3 separate regions of the Zea mays genome follow, and all the other regions are linked to region 3. A link is a contact called in public Hi-C data. All regions are on one chromosome and are shown on one strand. Each heading gives the region's core, a stretch centred on a gene start, on an enhancer-like site or on the middle of the called end of the contact. The rest is flanking DNA. Distances are from core to core; before and after follow the strand shown. Region 1 holds the start of LOC100284681. Region 2 holds the start of LOC100282908. Region 3 holds the start of LOC100501566 (Glutamine-dependent NAD(+) synthetase).

Region 1 (4,629 bases), core at 1,876-4,375, 340 kb before region 3:
TCGTTCTATTGCCATTTTAATCTCACCGAGTTCTCTGTAATTTATCAGTGATGAGCATCAGCAGACTCAAGGTCCTGCAGACCAGCATGGACAGTAATGACAGGTACGGTCGGAAGCACGTAAGTACTATCTTTTATCTAAATATATATACACTCTGCAAATTATTGGAACTAGCAACTTGCTCGCGCTTCGCGCGAGTTTTTTAACAGTATATTTAAACAATTTATTTGACATATATAAACAGTACACAAAGTAATAATATAGTTTTTCTATAAGCAATATATAGATCTATTAATATACATGGAAGCACGTACAGAGTATAGAAGTTTATGCTTAGAAATTTGTAGAGTTTTTAAAATAGATTAGGTGGTTGTGGTGAATATAACGTTCTGACTTGATGTGTTCAACTTTTTTATTATTATGCAACAAAATAATATCTTGTCGTGTAAGTACTTATGCAAAAAATGTCATGATGTGACCTATAATCTGGCCCTGTCTTTTGCTACTGAGAGGACACTGATACTTGATAGAGGAGTCTGGTAATATTTTATAGCAAGCACAAAAGTTGCAGTTAGGGATCTAAATTGATAATAGTTTCAATTCAGGCAGTATACATCACTTCCCTGGCTGGCATCTGACAAAAATATGACATTGATGCAATGACAAATTCCAATAGCATAGATGAGGGAATACAGTTTGAGGAGTGAAGTGATGCAACTGAAACAAAACTAAGAAAAGTAATAGAAGGAAGATAGTAGATAGATGGGGTGAAATATGCTGCCAAGCCGTTTGTTCAACTGAGTGAGGTAACAACATGAATATATTTGCAGCGTTGAGAAGTTGGAATGTACAAATGTTGGATACAAAACAGATTACAATGGGTCTTAGTTGTCCCAAAAGAACTGTGCGCTAAAAGAAAGTTTTCAAGGACTTCGTGAACCAAGCGCATTTCTTGACTTGTATAGCCATAGAGGTCAGACCAAGGAAAGCCGTGGATTTGTTCACATCTCAGGGACCTTGACTTGTCCAAAGACAACCTGCAGACCAAGGAAAGTAAAACCCAAGGAATTTACATTTGTATAGCAATAGAGATCAGCGTGAAGAACATGTTACCTTCCTTCCATTCTAATTTTCTGTGATATTCAGAAAGTATTTGGCAACACGACCTCATGCTTTCACTTTAATATCTGGTATCCGTTTAATTACTCCTGCATATATCTCTTGAACGGTTCTGATGCCTTAGAGAACCTTTCTATAAATCTTCTCGAGCTTTACTTGGAGTTTCTTTCTATAAGCAGATTCTAATTTAGTTTTTTTGTCTTATTTAAATTACAGCAAGGAATTGCCAACAGGGTTGTTGGGGAAACACATATCCTCTATAAATCTAGAATCTTGAAACAGTTATTTTATAAATTTTCAGTAAATATATTTTCCATGAGATGCATACCTTCCATTTTGGAATAGTGTGAACATCTCTTTTGCACATTTTATGTTATTCGCCTCACTTATATCCTATAATACAAATAGTAATATCTTAATTATGCATGATTTAATTATATGGTGCATGAAAAAAGAATGGAACGAACAACAACATCGATGATGTGTTAACTAAACAAATAAGGTACTCTTAACGTTATTCGAATGGGAGAAAAACACAGGAATCGAAAAGAAAGGAACCAATCGCCTACAATGTTGGTGAGATAAGGAAGTAAGCAGATGGTGGCACGGCTCGGCGGAGACAACGATGGTTCCTCCATTTTCCCTTTTACCACTGTGGCGCGCTTTCGTCTCCCGTCTGGAAGATTCTTGTGGCATCAGGATGGACCGCACACTGCAGCCTTATGCAAAGGAGGTACTGTACACGCATGTGCGAGTTGCACTCAGAAGACGTGGATATGAGATCGATCGACTGAAAATAATGGTGAAGATGTGGACCATGTGGGAGGCGAGATTCCCTCCTCGCTCTATTATAAAGAATTGCAGTATGCAATTCAATGACATTTTACTTGTAATTTTTTATCGTATTGATTTTATTGTTATTTGTTAGTGATGAGCAGCAGCAACAAACCCACGGTCTGCAAACTAGGGGGTTAAGTTTTGGGTTGTTTATGTAGGGTACATAGAAGCAGAAAGGAAAAGGTTTATGTCTTTTACTTAGATGTCATTAATTTAGAGCACTCCTTTTCTTGCTCTATCCATTTCTTGTTTGTAATTTTCGTCGGGCTTCGGCAAAAAAACTGACAAACGAGTTGTGCTCCCACTTCTAATCTCTTATTCAATGTGAAATGGAATTATTCCTTTTGTTTTGCTTGTATGCAGTTAGCAGCTTCTGATTGTAGAAATTGTCATTCCTTGTACTCAAATCACACCAAGCATTCCATGTATTTGAAGGAAGGGGAGCTGGCTACCTCTTCTAGAGAGACAAGCAGTAGGCGATGGATTGCTGCTAGCAAGTTTTCTAAGTTCATGATGTCAGAGTATATTCCTTAAAAAGTGACTTACTCTGGCACGTACCTTACTATATCTTTTAAGGTATGAAAACATCTACTTTTAGTGATGCTAACAAAAGTATAGAATAATAATTAGTATTTTTGCATATCAATGTATCTTATCATATTGATTCCATAGCAACAGATGAATATACACCTATATTTTTTAAGGTATGTAAACATCTACTTTTAGTGATACTAACAAAAATATAGAATAATAATTAGTGTTTTTGTATATTAATGTATGGGTAGGATCACAAATAAATTACGAAACCTTTTCCTATAATATTATAACACAATTGTACATTAGTTATCGTGATATTTTATCTTCCCGTTACAACGCACGGCCATCCACCTAGTACAATTGAAAGAAAATAATAAAAAAGAACACCCTCACCGTGGGGGGGACCCGGCCCGGGGACTCCAACTGTCCAACACGGTGCCACCAGGTCACCAACATCCGCGCACAAATCGCGTCGCCTTTCTTTCCTTCCCATTTCCCCGCCACGTCACCCCGCACCCTCCCCACCCAACCCGCCTCACCGGCCCCTAAAATCAGCCCACCTACCGACACGCGGGCCCCACCTCTCCAGTCCCCACAACGTCATCTTGACGGGCAGCCAAGGTGTCGCGGCGGGCCAAGTCGCAGACGCGGAGCCACCGCCATTTTTTTTACTCCCGAAACCAGGCAGGAGGGAGGAGGCGACGACATCGCCATCACACCAGATCACTGAAGAAGAGAGAGGCGCGTCGAGTCTCCCCAAAGAACGAGCTAGTACAAAGTCTCCTCTTCCTTTGACTCCGAATCCCCTAGACCATTGATGGTTGCGGGGGCACCGGAAGGAGCCACTGACGATGGGCCTCTGCTCCTCCTCCACCGCCGCCCGGGCCGCCTCCGACCCCGGCGCCGCAGCCGCGGGTGATGCCGCCGCGGCAAAGAAGGGGCGCGGGATCGTCGCGTGCGGGAAGCGGACCGACTTCGGATACGACAAGGATTTCGAGGTGCGCTACTCGCTTGGGAAGCTTTTGGGCCACGGCCAGTTCGGCTACACCTTTGCCGCCGTCGATCGCGCCTCCACCGAGCGCGTCGCCGTCAAGCGCATCGACAAGAATAAGGTACTGCTATTCGTGCTCTGATCGCCGGTGACCGGGCCTTCATCGTTCCTTTTCTCATTACCTTATCGGCGGAGGAGCGTCTCGTGTTGCTGGCTGGCTGACGGGTGGGCCAGGCCTGAGACCTCATTGTGTAGTTATGCTGTGTCACGCCGCCAGCTGGGCTAGCCTGCAGGTTTTGCTGTTGGTGCTTCTCGTTTATCACGAGTGCGGTAGCTTCGGAAAAGTCACAAGTTGCCAAATGCCAATTGCCTCGGTACACTGCACATGGACAAATCGGCAGAAACAGGAATTTCAAATAAAGACATCTATGCTGACTTGCCCTAAAAAAAAGAAAAGACGTGCTGACTTATTTGGTGTTACTGTACACATCTGCTAATTTGGGCAGTCTTTTCCTTTCCGAGAACACGTAGGAGAGAGCTCCTCATCTTTGGATTAGATTACATAGTGTGGGCAAGTTAGATCTACTGATTAGCGGCCATGGAAGCTACAGAGATCATGAGTTCACCACTGATGGTTTGGTTCTCGTTTTCAGTGTCACGAATTGCGTCTGTATTACAAAACTTATTGATGAGCATATCATGGATCATGGATAATGACAGCTCTTCTTTGGCCTTAAGCAGTTGTGACATAACGGTATTAGGAACATATTTGGTTTTCTGCACTTTTGTCTAAATGAAGGTAACTGATCATTCTTTTTTATCTGTAATGAAATAGGCTGTATAAGAAATATAACACTTCCAAAAATGATCCTTGGCCTCAACGGACACATGTTGGTTTACATTTGTTCCTATGCGCATTCACTATCAGTACATCATAGAGTGTTATTTGTTCATAATATCAAGAAAAGTACAGAACTAACTCATATTTTGAAATATAATCTACAGAATTAACTTGACACAAATGGGCTATTTTCCTTGCAGATGGTCCTTCCTGTTGCTGTTGAAGACGTAAAGAGAGAAGTTAAAATCTTAAAGGCATTACAAGGGCACGAAAATGTTGTACACTTTTACAATGCATTCGAAGA
Region 2 (4,823 bases), core at 1,418-3,917, 260 kb before region 3:
CGTGTATGGTGGTGCGTGCCTGATGACTAACGATGTACGACGGAACTTCTACCGGCAGGTGTAGCACGTGCTCTCCAATGATGAGACCATGCAAATCATGACATATATCGAAGTCTGCATGATACTGATGGTTGCAATGTAGTAGTGAAACAACTAAATTAAAGTAACAAAATTTATGTATGACTAGGATCACAAATGGATTATGAAATATTTTCTTATAACAATATAAGACACATTTTGTATATAAGTTATCATGGTATTATATGTTCCCGTTGCAACGCACGGGTACTGACCTAGTAATCCAAGAACCCAAAACAATGAGAGAGTTGAGACCCATAATAAAATCAGCCACGGATCCTTAAGTCATCTCCCACCAGTTCAAGAAGGATAACATGTCAGGTTGTGGGGCAAGACTTTGCAACCCGAATTGGCTCAGCAGCATAAACCAGAATTCCCTTGTAAATAGGCAGGACAGTAGAAGGTGATCCATAGTTTCAGCTTCTTGATCACAAAGAGGGCATCTTTCTAGATGGTTTACCCTTTTTTTGCCAACTTAACTATCAGCTGTCCAGCATCTTTTTGAGCAGTAATCCATAAGAAGTTGCTATTGTCATCAACAGATAAACTGGTGTCTTTTCCAAAACATTTGAGCTTGAACGAATGATTTGACTGACAAAGCAGATTTCCAGCAGTATGACAAATGGATCCATGAAGCAATGTTTGAAAACTTATTAATTCGGTTCTGAGCTATTATTTCCATATGCTTGATGAAGAGGCTTTTTTAGTTGAAATGTTAGTGATTTGATTCCAGATTTAAAATAGATACCTTGATGTAACACAACTGAGTAATCATCGGATTGTTTGGATTTTCCATTGTTATTTCAAGCAGGGCAATGTGACATGAATCAAGTTAAGTATTGTACTTCTAGTTTTTTATTGGTAGGTAAGTTAGTATAGTACATCTTTAAGCTTTCTCTTATGTATTCGATAGTTCTCTTATATTTGAGTGATTATAAGCATTGCACAAACATTTTTTCCTTGATCATGTAACCAGCCGTGGGTTGAAATAGAAACCCGCACCTATACTCGCGAAACTTTGTCGAGTGCAGATTGTACATGCGGGTCAAAACCTTCACCCGTACCCTGCACTCGTCGGGTCAGATACCCGTTCGGATTTACAGGTTAAAAATATCATCTCTAGCAGACACAATCATGATTTGTCAGGGATTTTGTTTATAGAACAACATGAGGTGGTGGTGGAATGGTGTAGATTCAGATCTAATGGACCAAGAGACGTGTTTAGCATACTAAACTAATAGAGTGTTTGGTTTGAGGAATCAAACCATCCAAATTGAGGTGGTGCATCATGACTTCATTCCTCAAATTTGGTGGAATGACTCAATTCCTCATATTAGTACTAACTAACTAAATATAAGGAATGAGGTGGTGATGGATCAACTCATTCTATTCCACAAACCAAACAAAAATAGTGAGGAGTGAGAAGATGATAGACTAACTCATTCCTCAAACCAAACACCCCATAACTGTTGCAGATGCTCTACCGCCTCTACTAAGCAAAAGAGGCCTGAGCCTAGACGCTGACCGGTCCACAAGCGCCTCTATGCGGTGCACACGACCACTGCAGCGGTCGCAACTCTCGCCGGAAGTGGAGTTGGTGAGACTGAGGGCAAGTGTGACGTGCCACAACCCCCAACAGAGGTGCTCATCGACTCATCCTCACGCATCCAGCGTCCCAGCGACAGGAAGGAAAACGCAGCAGCTCATCCTTGAATAAATTGAATGAACTAGGGATGAAAACGGTCGGAAACGGTATTTATTCGGTAATCAGTTTTTCCTTTGATTGCGAACAAATAGGATATAGAATATACAATACAAATTTGTATTCTTGTTTTTAACATCCAGCTTGTTAAGATTCATAAAAGGTAAACCTCAAATTCATCCTACATTTTCTCAAATAATAGATATAAACTTCGGTATGGATTCGGAAACAAATTCGGTAATTTTTTCAACTTTTTGTGTTGTAGGGAGCAAATAATACATAAAACAACTTATATAATATTTTATTCATATTTGTACTAATGTGCTTGATAACATAAGAAAAGATCAACATCAAATTTTATAAATATCTATTTTAAAATATTAAATTTGTTCTAACAGTTCGGATTACCACTTTCATCGCTAGAATGAACGATGGAACGGCCGTCGGACACAGCGGTGAAGCTACTACTAGCGTGCGTACTCGTGTCGAGGCAGTCTATTTTTCTTCAATAAAAAAATAAAATTCAAATAGCTCAGCATCCAATACGACAGGCATGCACGCACGTCAATCAACAGGGGGGCATCATGGAATCGAATAATAAATAAAGCAGGATTCCCCCACAGTTTGATCCGCCGAATATAATAAAATAAAAATCCAGCAGCATTTCTCCCCCGCCCATACGACGACGACGGCCACTCGGCGCAGTGATTTGGGGCGCCCCGCAAAGCGGTGGCTCCACCGGCCAGCGCATCAAAGGCCCTGTGGAATATGGCGCCGCGCCGCTTGCCGGGGCCGGGCCCGGGCCCTCCTCTTATATACGGCGTGGCGAGCAAACCCCAAACCCTCGCAGGCAGAAGGCAAACGCGGCTGCGAGCGCGGCGCCCCTCTCCCACTCCCCAGCAGCCGCCAGCCCGCACACCCCTCCCTCGCGCGCTCAGGGTTTCGGAATGGAAGCCGAGGCGGCGGCCAAGAGGACGCGGGACAGCGGGGAGGACGCCGCCGCGGCGGGGATCTCCGCCGTCATCCCGGGATGGTTCTCCGAGATCAGCCCCATGTGGCCCGGTGCGTTCCGCTGCTCTGCGCCTCCTATTCGCTCCGCTCCTCTGCTGCGCATCGTGATGCTCTCCTGTCCTGTCGAGCGCACACACTCTCCCTTCGGAGCTCGGATATTCTTCTTTCGTCACTGCCTGCTCATGCTGACCACGTGCGTTTGCCCTTGCTCGTGGGTCTATTTTGGTGGATACTAAATGGCAGGTGAGGCGCACTCTTTGAAGGTGGACAAGGTGCTGTTCCAAGGGAAGTCAGACTACCAAAGCGTTATGGTCTTTCAGGTAATCGTTAATTACCCTATTTGCTGGCGCACCTAAACCCCACCTGCGATTCGTCAACTGGGCTTGATTCTGTGCCTCTCTGTTTTGCATTTCAAATTGTAGTCCTCTACGTACGGGAAGGTGCTCGTCCTCGATGGAGTTATTCAGGTGACGGAGAGGGATGAGTGTGCGTACCAAGAGATGATCACTCACCTGCCCCTTTGCTCCATCAAAGACCCCAAGAAGGTACATGCCATAATCTTTTGTTTTCGCTGTTGGTACCTTGCCTTTATGAACATCTTTGTTTGACTTATATACAATTATTAGAAAATAAGCTGAATGCATTTCTTCATTTATTTTTATGGCAAATAGACTAAATCGAAACTGCAATTATTAGCTTATTATGGCATGATTGTTGAGGCGAATTTGAAATACTTGCGGGATCATAGCCAAGGATAATCACGTACATGATGTGGTGTGTTTAGCATTAAAATGTGTACTCTGATGCTATTTGCATCGATTGAAACAGATGTAAGAATAGGTCATCGGTTACTTACAGTTCTCGTTTATAATTTGTTTGAAAACTTGTAGTGCCTGGAGAAGTCTGTTGTAAAAAAAATGTTAGAATGTGGTTGTATTGCCAAGTTCATTAACTAGGTGTTTTTTATACTTTTCAAAATGGTGAATGCGAATAGTTTCTAAAATTTATTGGATGTAACTTTAAATTGTTTCATGGTACACAGGTGTTGGTTATTGGAGGGGGTGACGGTGGTGTTCTGCGTGAGGTTTCACGGCATTCCTCTGTGGAACAAATTGACATCTGTGAAATTGACAAGATGGTGGTAGATGTAAGATTTCTCTTCCTGTATTTGGACTGTGATGTTAGCTGCTTCAAATTTAGGTCTTCAATTGATTTTACTGGTATTACTTCATTTACTTGATTTTTTTGACTGTGATGTTAGCTGCTTCTGCTGTGCTGTTTTCAATGTTTAAAATGCATTCATTTCCGTATTTTGATACTGCATTTTTTACTACTGATTTGTGCCATTCTGATCTGACCTCAAGTTCTAGGAGCAGCTAAGTGAAATAATACTGTTTCTAATTGTATCTTCTCTTTTGGGCTTGTGTTTTGCTTGGTATTACTTCCCTGGTACAATCCTAGCTATGTAAGCTTGCTGTCTGATGATTCTGTTTCCTTTTCATTCATCTCATTTTGCCAAATGGACCACAAACAGTAATATACTATGAGGTCCCTCCTTGATGTAATTGTATGCATAGGAGGAACTTGTTTCTAACAGTGTGCTGATGCAATCTGTGCCACTTAAACACTATCTTTGGCTGTTGCTAGATATCACACAAGATCGATTCCAATTTTATTTCATTGCATGGAACTAGTGGGAAGCATACTGATGAAATGATGTTGCTTGGCATCACACAATACAAAATGTTTTATTAATTAAAATTTTGTAATATGCTATCGTTTTTTTAAATACCGTCTTGTGTAATAGTTGCTCTGATAGCATTATCTGTGTTTTTATGTTAGGTGTTCTTTGTTTCATGATTATTGCCAGTTTGATGAACTATTGTCTGTTGTAGTCTTGTAGATGTAATCACCTCCCTAGATTTAGCAAATTTCTTACAGCAATTTTGTTAACCTACCCAAGCAAATTTCTTAAAGAAATTTTGTTAACCTAATTTAACTTGCTTGGAACTAAAATGCTTTGTTGTTGTCT
Region 3 (4,388 bases), core at 250-2,749:
CAACTGCTGAGTTGCTCTTATGTGATTGCAAGTACTGAATAACTCTGAAAAATTTTGTTAAAAAATATGATTGCAACTGCTGGTCTGGTGTGATTGCAACTTCTATATAACTATGTCCAAAAATCTGTTAAACAAACAAGATTGCAACTACTGGTCTGGTGTAATTACAACTGTGGGTCTGTTGTGATTGCAACTTCTATATAACTATGTCCAAAAATATGTTAAACAAACAATAATTGCAACTACTGTCTGGTGTAATTGCAACTTCTGATCTGGTGTGATTGCAACTTCTATATAACTATGTCCAAAAATCTGTTAAACAAACAATGATTGCAACTGCTGCCTGGTGTAATTGCAACTGCTGGTCTGGTGTGATTGCAACTTCTATATAACTATGTCCAAAAATCTGTTAAACAAAAACAATGATTGCAACTGCTGTCTGGTATAATTGCAACTGCAAGTCTGGTGTGATTGCAACTTATGTGAAGAGGTTGAGCCGTTCGCGGAGGAGCCGTTCACGGAGAAAAAGGGGCGGGGGCGGGAAAATGAAAAGGTTCTGTCCGGAGCGTGCGGGAGGGACGAAACCGGCCTGGGTGAGACGGTTGGCTCGGACCTGGCACATAGGTTCGGCCTGGGTGCATTCTCTATATTGAATGCACCCAGGTGTAATATATAAATACAGTATATATATATATATGTATTGGATTGAAGTGAATACTAGAGTAGCTAAACAAAGTCTCGACAAATTTAAAACCCACAAGTCCTGACTCGAATCCGTTGCAGTGCCATCTCAGTGCAACCTATAGGTAGGGATGGCAACGAGGAATTCCCCGTCGGAGAATAGCTCCCCATCCCCGTTCCCGCGACGAAAAAAATTCTCCGCGGGGATCCCATGAACGCTTGCGAGGAACATTTCTTTCCCATCTCTGTTCACCGCGGGGATAAATCCCCAACGGGATCTCATCCCCGTTTAAATTATAATTAGGACATACGATCTTTGTTATTAATGTAAAACATTGTCACTTATACACATTGTCAGATGTAAGAAATCATTATGCATACTTTGTATAATTAATGGTTTCTTAATAAGGTAATTATTTATTTTTATCGTTAATTAGTAAAATAATCCGTCACGTACAAATTTAATGAGTCCCTGCGCGGAACGGGATGAAGAATGCTTCTCTATCTCCATCCTGTTTACGCGTCGTCGGAGAATGAATTTTACCCGTTTATATTCTCGTGGAGTAAATGTTTTCTCATCTTCATCCTCTAATAGAAAAAATTGCCCGTGAAGAATCGACGATCTCTACGTATAGGCGAGGCATTGGCAGCCTAAGCGTAGGGCTTTGAGTTCTGACAGGTGGATTCCAGCAGACAGCTGGCGCCGATTCGACCTTTGGAGCCGGGCGAGCCGCCCACGCGGGCACGCCTCCGGTGCTTTCGATGTTCTTCTGTGATTCGATCCCCCACAGGCCACAGCCAGAGGCCAGAGCCGAAACCAAATATTCTTCCGCCGCCGGCCGACTGCTGCATTCAATTCCCCTTCGCGCCCCGAAAGCCGAACCAACGAGCCTCGCAGGTCGGCGGTCTCGATTAGGGAGGAGGAAGGGAGTGGCCCCTGATCTGGGTGGCGGGCGAGATGAGGCTACTGCGGGTCGCCACGTGCAACCTCAACCAGTGGGCGATGGACTTCGACACCAACCTCCGCAACGTCAAGGAGTCCATCAAGCGCGCCAAGGCTGCTGGGGCCGTCATCCGCGTCGGCCCCGAGCTCGAGCTCACCGGCTACGGCTGCGAGGACCACTTCCTCGAGCAGGACACCACCGCCCACGCGTACGTCAGCGCCTACTACTTTCTATCTCAATAGTCTCGGCTGGCCCTGCTCGACTCCCATGCCTCATATTGTATATAATTCGTTAGTCCTCTACTCCTTTTTCTAACTATTCTGTTCCTGGAGATAAGAGCATGCCGTACTATATTACAGTGGCTGTGTGATAGAGCCTTAAATCTTTTTTAACAGTTCGGAGGATTCTGCTAGATTACATTCTGGTAGGATAGGATAAGCTACTTCTGTTTCACTCAGTTACTTTTAATTCACTCTGGTGGAACCAGTTCACTTCGGGTGGAATGGGTTACTTCTCTTCTCCACCTTGGTTGAATTAGCTATGTTGTCTAGGAGTTGTACTAATCAAGTTTAGGGCCTGTTTGGTTCGTGGCTAACTGCGACACACTTTGCCTAAGGTTAGTCGTTTAAATTTAAGAACTAACCTTAGGTAAAGTGTGACAAGTTAGGTATCGAACCAAACAGGCCTTTAGTCTTTTTATAGGAAAACTATCTCTGTCCGGTATACAAAAGAACATGTAATTAAATAAATTGACAAGTAAAAAATAAAAAGGTATGACTGGACAACCAAATCATCCATGCCTTTTAAGTTGTATTTTTCTGCATTCAGGGACTTCAAACCATTTCATTTATCTTGACACAGCTGCTAAATATGCACTCCTTATATGAAATACACTATATTATTCATGCATTGTGTTCTGTTATCTGTCTATGTATTATATGCAGCTGCTGTTAGTTATTATGTGTATCAATCTGCAGATGGGAGTGCTTAAAGGACATTTTAACTGGGGACTATACGGACAACATCTTATGCAGCATAGGAATGCCAGTTATTTTCAATAGTGTGCGGTATAATTGCCAGGTCTTCTGCCTAAATCGTAAGATAATCATGATCCGACCAAAGATGTCCCTTGCAAATGATGGAAATTATCGGGAATTCCGTTGGTTTTCTGCTTGGACATTTAAAGGCGAGATTGTTGATTTTCAGCTCCCCGTTGAAGTCTCAGAGGCAATATCCCAGGATACGGTGCCTTTTGGTTATGGATACATGCGGTTTATAGATGTGTAAGTATGAATGGTGCTTGAATTTGTTTCTGTGGTTGTTCTTTTAGCTTCCTGCTTTTCTAGTGAATGTTCTAGATAAAAATATTGGTTTGTTGCCATGGATGTGAAGTCAATTCATCATGTAGGAGTACATGGTATCAAAGAGCTGAATTTAAACCTTTTTTCAAACCGAGTTGGATATTGGAATGAAATAAGACACACCACTTTCTGAGCTTGAAATGTTCTGCAGTTTATCCATGAAGGTTTAGTTTATATGCTTCATAAACTAGTGAATTTATATACTACCTGTAATTGTATTATTGATGATAAAACACTATTTAAGCATTAGTTACTATTTGATCTTTTTTCTCCTTTTGTCCAGGTCTTTGGCTGCTGAAACCTGTGAAGAGCTCTTTACAGCAAACGCTCCTCGGATTGACTTAGCATTGAATGGTGTTGAGGTTTTCATGAATGCAAGTGGAAGCCACCATCAGTTAAGGAAGCTCAATCTTCGTATTGATTCCATAAGGAGTGCAACCCAAACATGTGGCGGTGTTTACATGTATGCTAATCAGCAGGGTTGCGATGGTGGCCGCCTTTATTACGGTATCTCAAAATGTCGTTATTTGTGCTCTTGCAGATTTTTTCTTTGTTATCTGATTCATGATGTAATTATATTTTCAGGCCTGGTGCAGTGGTGAGAGTATCTCACTGAGTCACCAGGTCTTGGGTTCGAAGCAGCCTCTCCGCATTTGCAGGGTAAGGCTTGCTTCGGTTTATCCCTTCCCCATACCCCTGTTTGGGAGCCTTCGTCACTAGGTCTGCCCTTCTATATTTTCTGACGTTCATTATTAAAACCTATCAACTAACTTATTATTATCTCCAACATGACATTGGTGATTTTTTAATTCTTTTATACCTGATTTGAATGTCTGTTTTCATCCACATGATATTATCCACTGAACAAACAAAACTGGGGAGCAAAATGTTTTGTCCTCTCCTTTGTTGTCGGAGGTTGCAGTACTGAAGCTGTATGTAGGATACATGGCATGTCTGTTTGGACCTAGTGGTTTTGGGTAGCCTGACAGAGGGGCTGTGATGTTATGAATGGAATTCTTAGAAGTATTCTTACAAATAACTCATGTAGCTATTCCTCATAATTGCTGATGGCTGGGGGCAGTAGGTGCTTATCCATGAATCCAGTGGCAGATCCAGGATTTAATCAAACCCTAGGCTAGTTTTAATATACCAAAAGTATAATTGGCACAAACTTTATTGCCACAAACTGTTTGGTTACATAAATGGAGAATAGTTTTGAATCCTAAGTAGCTAGAAGCACGGATATCTTCCATATATTGTAGCACTTATGCACGACTAAGCTTGTACAAAGCAACTTAAACAAAAGGCGGCATTATTAAAATAGTATCCATTTCCACAATAACTGCACAGTTGTGCTCTAATGGGACACACAACAGTAAACGTTGAAGTTTAGCTAAGCTGT

Evidence for each region. A called contact is a pair of places that touch in the nucleus more often than the background predicts.
Region 1: a contact with region 3 is called in a Hi-C map of ear, with 2.4 times the contacts expected there. The contact joins the promoter of LOC100284681 here to the promoter of LOC100501566 in region 3. A contact is called at or near these places in 4 of 25 Hi-C or Micro-C datasets (ear, leaf and tassel).
Region 2: a contact with region 3 is called in a Hi-C map of leaf, with 4 times the contacts expected there. The contact joins the promoter of LOC100282908 here to the promoter of LOC100501566 in region 3. A contact is called at or near these places in 7 of 25 Hi-C or Micro-C datasets (bundle sheath, ear, endosperm and 2 more).

What each region holds. Positions count from the first base shown.
Region 1 is chr2:161,804,110-161,808,738 of Zm-B73-REFERENCE-NAM-5.0, reverse strand. LOC100284681 reads left to right here and starts at 3,125. Exons shown (of 12, transcript NM_001157576.1): 1 at 3,125-3,605; 2 at 4,526-4,629. The coding sequence starts at 3,345.
Region 2 is chr2:161,725,759-161,730,581 of Zm-B73-REFERENCE-NAM-5.0, reverse strand. LOC100282908 reads left to right here and starts at 2,667. Exons shown (of 9, transcript NM_001367095.1): 1 at 2,667-2,842; 2 at 3,035-3,111; 3 at 3,214-3,336; 4 at 3,834-3,938. The coding sequence starts at 2,728.
Region 3 is chr2:161,463,551-161,467,938 of Zm-B73-REFERENCE-NAM-5.0, reverse strand. It overlaps LOC100501566 (Glutamine-dependent NAD(+) synthetase), which reads left to right and starts at 1,499. Exons shown (of 3, transcript NM_001196258.1): 1 at 1,499-1,833; 2 at 2,603-2,908; 3 at 3,270-4,287. The coding sequence starts at 1,640. The coding sequence ends at 3,588.